2 separate regions of the Zea mays genome follow, and region 2 is linked to region 1. Evidence: chromatin contacts called from public Hi-C data. All regions are on one chromosome and are shown on one strand. Each heading gives the region's core, a stretch centred on a gene start, on an enhancer-like site or on the middle of the called end of the contact. The rest is flanking DNA. Distances are from core to core; before and after follow the strand shown. Region 1 has its middle 62 kb from the start of TRNAK-CUU. Region 2 holds the start of LOC103646607 (3-oxoacyl-[acyl-carrier-protein] reductase 4-like).

The links. Hi-C and Micro-C count contacts between places; a contact is called where the count stands out from the background.
Region 2: a contact with region 1 is called in a Hi-C map of leaf, with 5 times the contacts expected there. The contact joins the promoter of LOC103646607 here to the enhancer-like site in region 1. A contact is called at or near these places in 3 of 25 Hi-C or Micro-C datasets (leaf, tassel and an unstated tissue).

Annotation. Positions count from the first base shown.
Region 1 is chr2:78,446,781-78,450,558 of Zm-B73-REFERENCE-NAM-5.0, forward strand. No RefSeq gene overlaps it. Among protein-coding and RNA genes, the nearest start is that of TRNAK-CUU, 62 kb to the right of the region's middle. Within about 2 kb of position 1,826, at least 10 of the 20 cell types and tissues checked have an H3K27ac peak or open chromatin away from gene starts, as enhancers often do. A contact at or near this core is called in leaf, where this site is marked.
Region 2 is chr2:78,874,671-78,878,431 of Zm-B73-REFERENCE-NAM-5.0, forward strand. It overlaps LOC103646607 (3-oxoacyl-[acyl-carrier-protein] reductase 4-like), which reads left to right and starts at 1,282. Exons shown (of 11, transcript NM_001327911.1): 1 at 1,282-1,554. The coding sequence starts at 1,404. It also overlaps the pseudogene LOC109939285.

The sequences.
Region 1 (3,778 bases), core at 576-3,075:
GCCCTAGAACCATATGGAACCTAGTGCAAAACATATCCAAAGTAAGGCTAACCGATTTCCTGAATTTCGGACTGGGAATAGTAACCTGAACACTGAAATTCAGTGTGTGGTACTTGGGTTAAAGTCCTTTTGTGATCAGTCTAGAGGGTTTGAGGCTGGGTGTTATGTAGACAGATTAAACACCATAAGATGGTGATTAAATGTTCTTAAGCTAGGTGGGTTTGATCCTGTGCAAAAATTAGAGAAAATGTTTCTCAAAGTTGTGCTGTCAGACTCGTGATCACTGAATATCGTTCAGAGTAACTCACTCTGAATTTCTATCTGTTGGCTCGATTTTGAGGCCTTATAAAGACTATCCTGTGTAATTAGGAGCCATGTTTGTGTAGCAAACTTGGAGAGATAGTATTAGTGAACAATTTTTCTTATGGGGGCTTGGCTTGATACCACATAAACCTAGGAGAAAAAGATTCTCAAACTACCTCTGTCAGAAGGGAGATGCAGATTTTGGGTAGTAACTGTAGGCTGAATTTAGAGAGCTGGAATGGCACCAGTGTGATGTAGCTGATTTTTGGACGCCATAACTTGGGATTTACGCAGTTTCGGTCCAAGACCCCTATTGTAACTTTGAAGAACCTTGTTTGGTGAACAAGTTTTGTTAACATAGATTGGTCTGCCTTTAGTAAAAATAGGGAGCAAAGAGGGGCTAAACTGAGCAAGTTCAGTCAAACGATGAATATCAGAAGGGCCTGAAATATCTGAAGAAAATATCCTTGCCCGCTTTGGAATCCAGGTGTGTCCAAGTGAAGTGAAGATAAGCCAAAGATGGTCATGGAAGGATAACTTTGGGCAGGATCACTGCCTTGAGGATTAAGCCGGGGAGGTAAAAAGATCTAGCCTGCATGTGACACTTGCTTGAGTGCTCCATGCTACGGTGTCATCGGCGGCCCTACCTCAATGTGTCTCTATATTACGTGGTGTCCATGCACTTGTGTCGTACCTTAGTGACCGTGGGTAGCCAGTCGTGCCGTCGTTCCCTTAAAACCTAGCGAGAGCAATGGTGATGCACTCAGTGCCTTCTGGTGTGATCAATGCCGCGAGGAAGAAACTAAAATTCACCGTGCCCTCACCTCCTTGACTCAAATTATCTGTGCACCATAAACATGTTATCCCTTACGGTTGTATAGCCTGAGCGTGACCGTCTATCCTCGCCTAAGTTCACCACAACATCCATTGATCATGTCTGACCCTACCGTGCGCGCTCACCTTCGCTTCACCGTGGCCAGTGCTCTCTGAGGTTACCGTGGTCAAGCTTGTGTGTGTTTCTGGTTCCGTTACATAGCAGGATCCCCGGAACGTCGAGTCGTCGTCGGTGAACACCGCTCAGATCCATCACGTCCTCTTGGTCATTATTCGAGAGAGTTTCGAGCATGTTCACGAGTTGACTTGCTTCTCGGTTAGTCCCTTGAGCTTACCTAGTCCCAACCATGAACTCTACTGTGTCATTGCATATAGCCGTGGCCTCGTTAGTTCTCTGTGTTCGCCATTGGCGCCGATAGATAGGACCCAAGACCAAGAGGGTCCAACTATCCTTGAAGCTATTGCCGATTAGGGTCAGGGATGGAACTCAAGTGCTCGCTACCCCTGGAGAAGGTCGCCAGCGGGAGTTTTGGTAGCCGCGGCCAAGTGTTCGACTGGTGTCCTCCCGGGGTCTCGATGTTGCAAAGAAGGAAACAAGCCGGGACCTTTCAGTAATATGTCATCAAGAAATGTGAATAGGGCTCGGTGTTCTTTCCTGAATAATTAAATCTCTAGGGTTCTCGCGGTAAATTGCGCCAGCGGGCACGAACGCGCTCAATATCTGTGTAGGCTTGGGTCAGTTGGGCCGATTTCAACCCAGTTCTGTTATAAGGTTTTCCTTTTCTTTTTGCTCATCAATTAGGAAATCTGTGCAAAATTGTAGAAAAATGGGAAAATCATGGGATCAATTTTTCTAGACTCCTAAAATCAGGTAGTATTTAATAAAAATAATTCCAAGATCTTTATTTGAAACCATAAATTATGTAGCATTTAAAGGTACTTAAGTGAGGCCTTTCAGAATTTTAGAAATAGTTTAATAATCCCAAAAATCATAAAACTTCTTGGGTAGACTTAATATGTTTGTTATTGACTTTGAGTGAAGTTTGAATTTTTTTGGACACTGTTTGAATAGGAAATCAGTAATAAGTCCAAAGGATTAACCATTTTAATACCAAGTAAGTTAGAGGTAGTTTTGTAAATAAAAATTGAACTTAGTAAACTTACCATCACTTGTTAGCCTAAGAAGTTTAGTTAAGTTAATCTTAAAAGGGTATCTAGCTAAGAAGTCTTAATGGCTGATAAACACTGTGAAGAAAAGTTGTATCCAAGACACAACTTACTATCTTCTTGTTATACACTTACATATCCATGACATAGCATAAGAATTCATATGCATGTATTGTTGCTGTTGGGGACTTGTTCTCAAATGCTATGAATTAAGAACAAGGCAACACAAATGTTAATGGTTAAAAGTCCTTTGTCCTTCGAAGCATTATTTCCCTCAGGATATAATGATCTTAAGACGAAGGTCATGAAGGACATACCTTCATCATCGCAGTATATGTTAAATGAAAGAAGAGGCATATGGAATATAAGAAACAACATGAATAATCATATGACATTGTTAATATATCTCTTTTATATTAACACGGATAAACAGAAACAATATTGAATTACATTTATACCTTCGGCTTGACAGAAGGTAAAAGTCCAAGCGTGACGTACGAATGAATACAAGTCAGCGTGAACGATATGGGGGTACTGTTCATCTATTTATAGGCACAGGGCGTAGCCTGTGTAAAATTACATTCATGCCCTTTATGTTTACTATTGACTTAAGGACAATCCAACGAGGACTAGATAGCCTTTTCCCCTTTAGGTCGGTTCCTTTTTCTGCCACTGAGCCGAATCTCCCTTGCGCGTAGCTTCGGAGCTGCATCATCCTTCTTCTCAACCATGCTTTTCATATTGCGTATAGTTTCGTTCCGAGTTCGAAGGTACCTGTACATATATTACACTTGGAAAACATTGTTAAATCATGTTTTTTGAGGACCTTCGGAAGACGAAGGCCCCCAACAGTAGCCCCTCGCAGTATTAATTTGTTATAACAACGAATTCAGACTGCGACGTGAACGAAGGCCTTAAGCCGAAGGTCCGAAAAAACATCTTCCCTTTGCTAGAATAGCAATAGTCAATGACAGATGGGGTCCACCAAGTTGCAAGGCATTAGGCGTATAAGTATGAACCCACACTGGCAACATTTGACACGCCATTTCCACCATTTGCTTTATTTTCTCAAACTTTTTAGCTCTTGCTCACTAGCTCTCGCCTGATTTTCAAGCTTTTCGAGTTTTGGTTTAAGGACGTGTTTTCACCATGTCTGAAGAGAAGATGACTAAGGAAAAGAAAATGACTGCAGAAACGAAGGTATCTGAGGAGACGAAGTTGTTTGAAGAAAAGAAAATTGTGGATCCTTTTATTATCGGGTTTGTTGAGTCTATGTCAAAAACAAACACAGAGAAGATTACTAAAGAGATTCTAGAAGGTTTGTCTGAAGATACTGATGATAGTGATAGTTATGATGTGGAGAGTGGAGACGAAGACTCTGAAGATCGACCCTGGCGACCAAGCCATACTCTCTTCGGAAAATCAACTATTAAACAGAGTCATCTTGACAACATGAGAGGAAGGTACTTTTGCG
Region 2 (3,761 bases), core at 32-2,531, 430 kb after region 1:
GATTAGTATCGTTAATACCGTCGCCGTCTCCAGCGCCGTGAGCGCCGTCGAGGTGTCCCTTCTCTCCTTCACCTAGGAGACATCTCCCTAGTCCCTTCTCTCCTCTCTCGCACCAGGCCCGCCACCACCATGGCCTCTCCTTTCCCCTGCCCGCGCCTCCGGCCGGCGCGTGCCGCCCCCGTGCTGGACGACCGACGAGACACTCGCGCTCGCGCGGGCCTACACCGCACGCCGCCTCGCCGTCGGCCGGGAGCGCCTGACCTCCGCTGACTGGGCCGCCGTCGCCGCGGCCGCCCCGTCTAAGACGGCCAGGCAGTGCCGCCACAAGGTCGAGAAGCTCCGCCGACGCCTCCGATCCAACTGCCGCCGCCCGTGCCCGCTCCTCGACGCCATCGACCTCCTCGACGTTCCTTCCCCGCCCTTCTTCTCCAAGTCCCAGTCCCGATCCACGTCCCGGTCCTCGTCGCCGCCGGCGGCGGCGGTCTCTTCGCCGTTTCCCCCTTCCCCTCCCGCATCCCCGCCCAGAAAGAGGCGGCGGGACTATGCCGGGGACGAGGAAGGTGTGAGCGATGTGGTGGGGGTCTGAGGGCCATCGGAGAGGGTTTCCTGCGAGCGGAGGAGAGGAGGATGGAGGCCGCCCGGGAGACGCAGAGGATGCGGATGGAGATGGCGCTTCGACACCTTGATGCACAGAGGAGGCTCATGGACCTCGGCCGGGGCTGGCGAGGCTGGTCGACCACGGCTGGGGCTCGCACACCACCGTCCTCGCCGACACGATGGGGTACATGGACCCGGAGTGCATGGTCACCGGCAGGGCCAACGCCGAGTCGGACGTCTACAGCTTCGGCGTCGTCCTTCTGGAGATCGCGTGCGGCCGGCGCCCCCTGGTGCCTCGCCACGGCGTGGGAATGGTACGGCAGAGGAGCCATCCTCGACGCCGCCGACGCACGGCTCAATGGCGAGCTCGACGCCCGGGAGGTGGAGACGGTGGCTGCTAGGGTGCGTGCCTGGTAGCGAGAATAGGGAGAAGGAGAAGGGTAACGGATGTAGAGACGACGTGAGTATCACTGATTTAATCATATACGTTATCTTGTAATGGTGTGGTTATGTTTATTTTGGAGTGTGGGTAGTCCCCTAGTTTTTCATAACAGCGAATCCCTCGCCTACGCCTCCAAATCGTCGAAGCCGCATCCCATAATAGCAAATTTCTCTTTCTCGCCTCGTGCGCTCCGCCCGCTGGCATCGTGCTCGTTGAGTTTCCAAAGTCTCAGCCACCCCAGTATACTCCTCCGGATCCGTGTTCCATCACGGCTACAAAAATACTCCGCCTGCATCTCCAAAGCACACGGCTCCCTCTGGTTTCCCGCCTCCTCTTCACCTCCTTCGCGTCCCGACGCTCCCTCATGGCCGCCGCTGCCGCAGCAGCAGCAGCAGTTTCCTCCCCGATTGCTCCACGCGCTGTGGCCGCCGCGGCCTCCCGCCGGGGGTTCGTCACGTTTGGTGGAGGCGCCGCCCGCTCCTCGCCCACGCTGCGGTCCGGCCGCGGGTTCTCTGGTGAGGGCCCCCTCTCTGAGCTGATCGCTTGTGTACCGTAGCATGGCGAGCGAATGATGTGTTTTTCATACTTTCATATTTTGTGAGCTGGAATGCTTGCTTGGTTGCTTATGCTGCCTAGGATCCACGATCGCTAGGTGAAATTTTGTTTAGTATATGTGGATTAACGAGCTCATGTTCAGGGTTACTTCTGTTTTGCTATATCTGCGTTACTAAGTAGTAACTGGAGCATCATGAATTCGTGATGGAGTTAGTCAGGTTGTGTGTAGACAGTCTTAAACAATTCATTTTGTTTTTGAAATTTGTAGCTTCCATTTCCTTAGTGTTACATTTTGTTAAATAAACATGAAAAGTCTGACTCAGATTACCTATTGTTTAGTTGGAACTTGGAACATGTTCAGTACCTGTTCTATACACAATTTGGTATGGAGTAGTCTGTATAGAAGCAGTGGTCGTAGCAGAACCTACTAGTTGAATGTCCATGCATTTGGATCCGAACAAATAAAAGGATCATATTAGCCTCACATGTCTAGGTACTGCTGTTGGGCTGAGCCTAATGCCACAGCATTAGTCTTAGATGTTTTGGGCATTTAATCAAGATCTGTCCCAGTCAATATTGTGCTTGGCTGGCATGCTTGGCCTTCACGGCAGTGACCTGCGATCTCAAGTGTGGCATAAGTGTCTCCTCACTCGTGATGGCTATGTTATCTTTCGTTTGGCTTGCTTACCACACCTAGCCTATGCTATTGTTTCATCACATGTAGAGGTTGGATAGCCATGTACAGGGATTGTGACAGGCAGACTTGCTTGGTGGTAGCAACACCAAAGAGTCTCATGGAGGTTGGAGGAAAGGAAAACAGAAAAAAGAAAAACCAGGAAAAGGCAAATGAAAAGAGACATGGGCGCTTATGAGTAGACTCCCGTACACATCCCTTCTCATTTCATGGTCATGAGTAGACTCCCACTAGGCAGCCCATGAGTAGACTCCCATACACATCCCTTCTCATTTCATGGTCTCACGGAGACATGGACGCTCATGCACGCCGCCTAGGACCATAGTCATAGGATGTAAGTAGAGGGACTCTAACTCTCATCAAGATGATGACACGATGAGTTGGGGCAATTTTCTGTTTATTTCCTCAAACACTACACAATGCCATACCCTTAGAGGGGTTGAGGACACATATTTATAGCCCTAGGGGCTGCACTACCACACCTTGTCACACACACTACACAACAGGATTGTCCTCTAGATGCTAAAGAGACTACAGAGGACAGTCAAAAGCGACTGTTGTCCTCTAGATGCTAAAGCGACTACAGAGGACAGTCAAAAAGCGACTGTTGTCCTCTAGATGCTAAAGAGACTACATAGGACAGTCAAGCTGTCCTCTAGATGCTAAAGGACTACGGAGGACAGTCAAAAGCAGGCTGTCCTCTAGATGCTTGTCACACCCGGTTTTGGAAGGCAAACCGAATGCGAACTATGTACGTGCCAGGATCAGAACTCACGTACACAGCGATTACATAAATGAACATCATCGCACAATGCTCGAATATTAACATAAAAGAGTATTAACTTATTACATCACAGAGTCATAGACATCCACACAGTCATTGTCTTAACAGGTAAATCAAAGTACTAGCGGAACGCAGTAAAGATAAGGCCTTCACAGGCAGCTGACTGGGGGTTGCCGCCAACCCACACCTAGAATTCGTCGTAATCTTGGAACTCCTGGAAGTCTCCTTCCACGGCTTCGCCTTCTCCTGAGCAGTGGTTACAATGCGGGCAACCTGGTGTTTTGTGGTAAAGCAAGGATGAGTACACTTCAACGTACTCAGCAAATGTCCCGTTTGGCTGAAGTGGACTAGCTTTATGTGGGGTTAGGCTCAAGCAGTTGCTTTTAGTTGGTCAAGTATTTATCATTAGTAGAAGCCAGATTTTAGCATTAACCAACCCGTAAACCATTTCCTCATCGAGGAACATCATCATCATAGTCGAACCAAAACCATAACATAATCCTTGTATCTCGAACCATCTGTATCTCTAATCAAAGAGGATCCCAAGGCTGCTCTTAACCGTGAGCACGGCTGATATATCAGTTTCACTACCCTCTGCAGAGGTTGCACACTTTACCCATGAGTCATGATTCCCTTTCTACCCGGGGAGAGCTAATCCCCATTGACCACTACCTAGGTGGTCCGGCAGG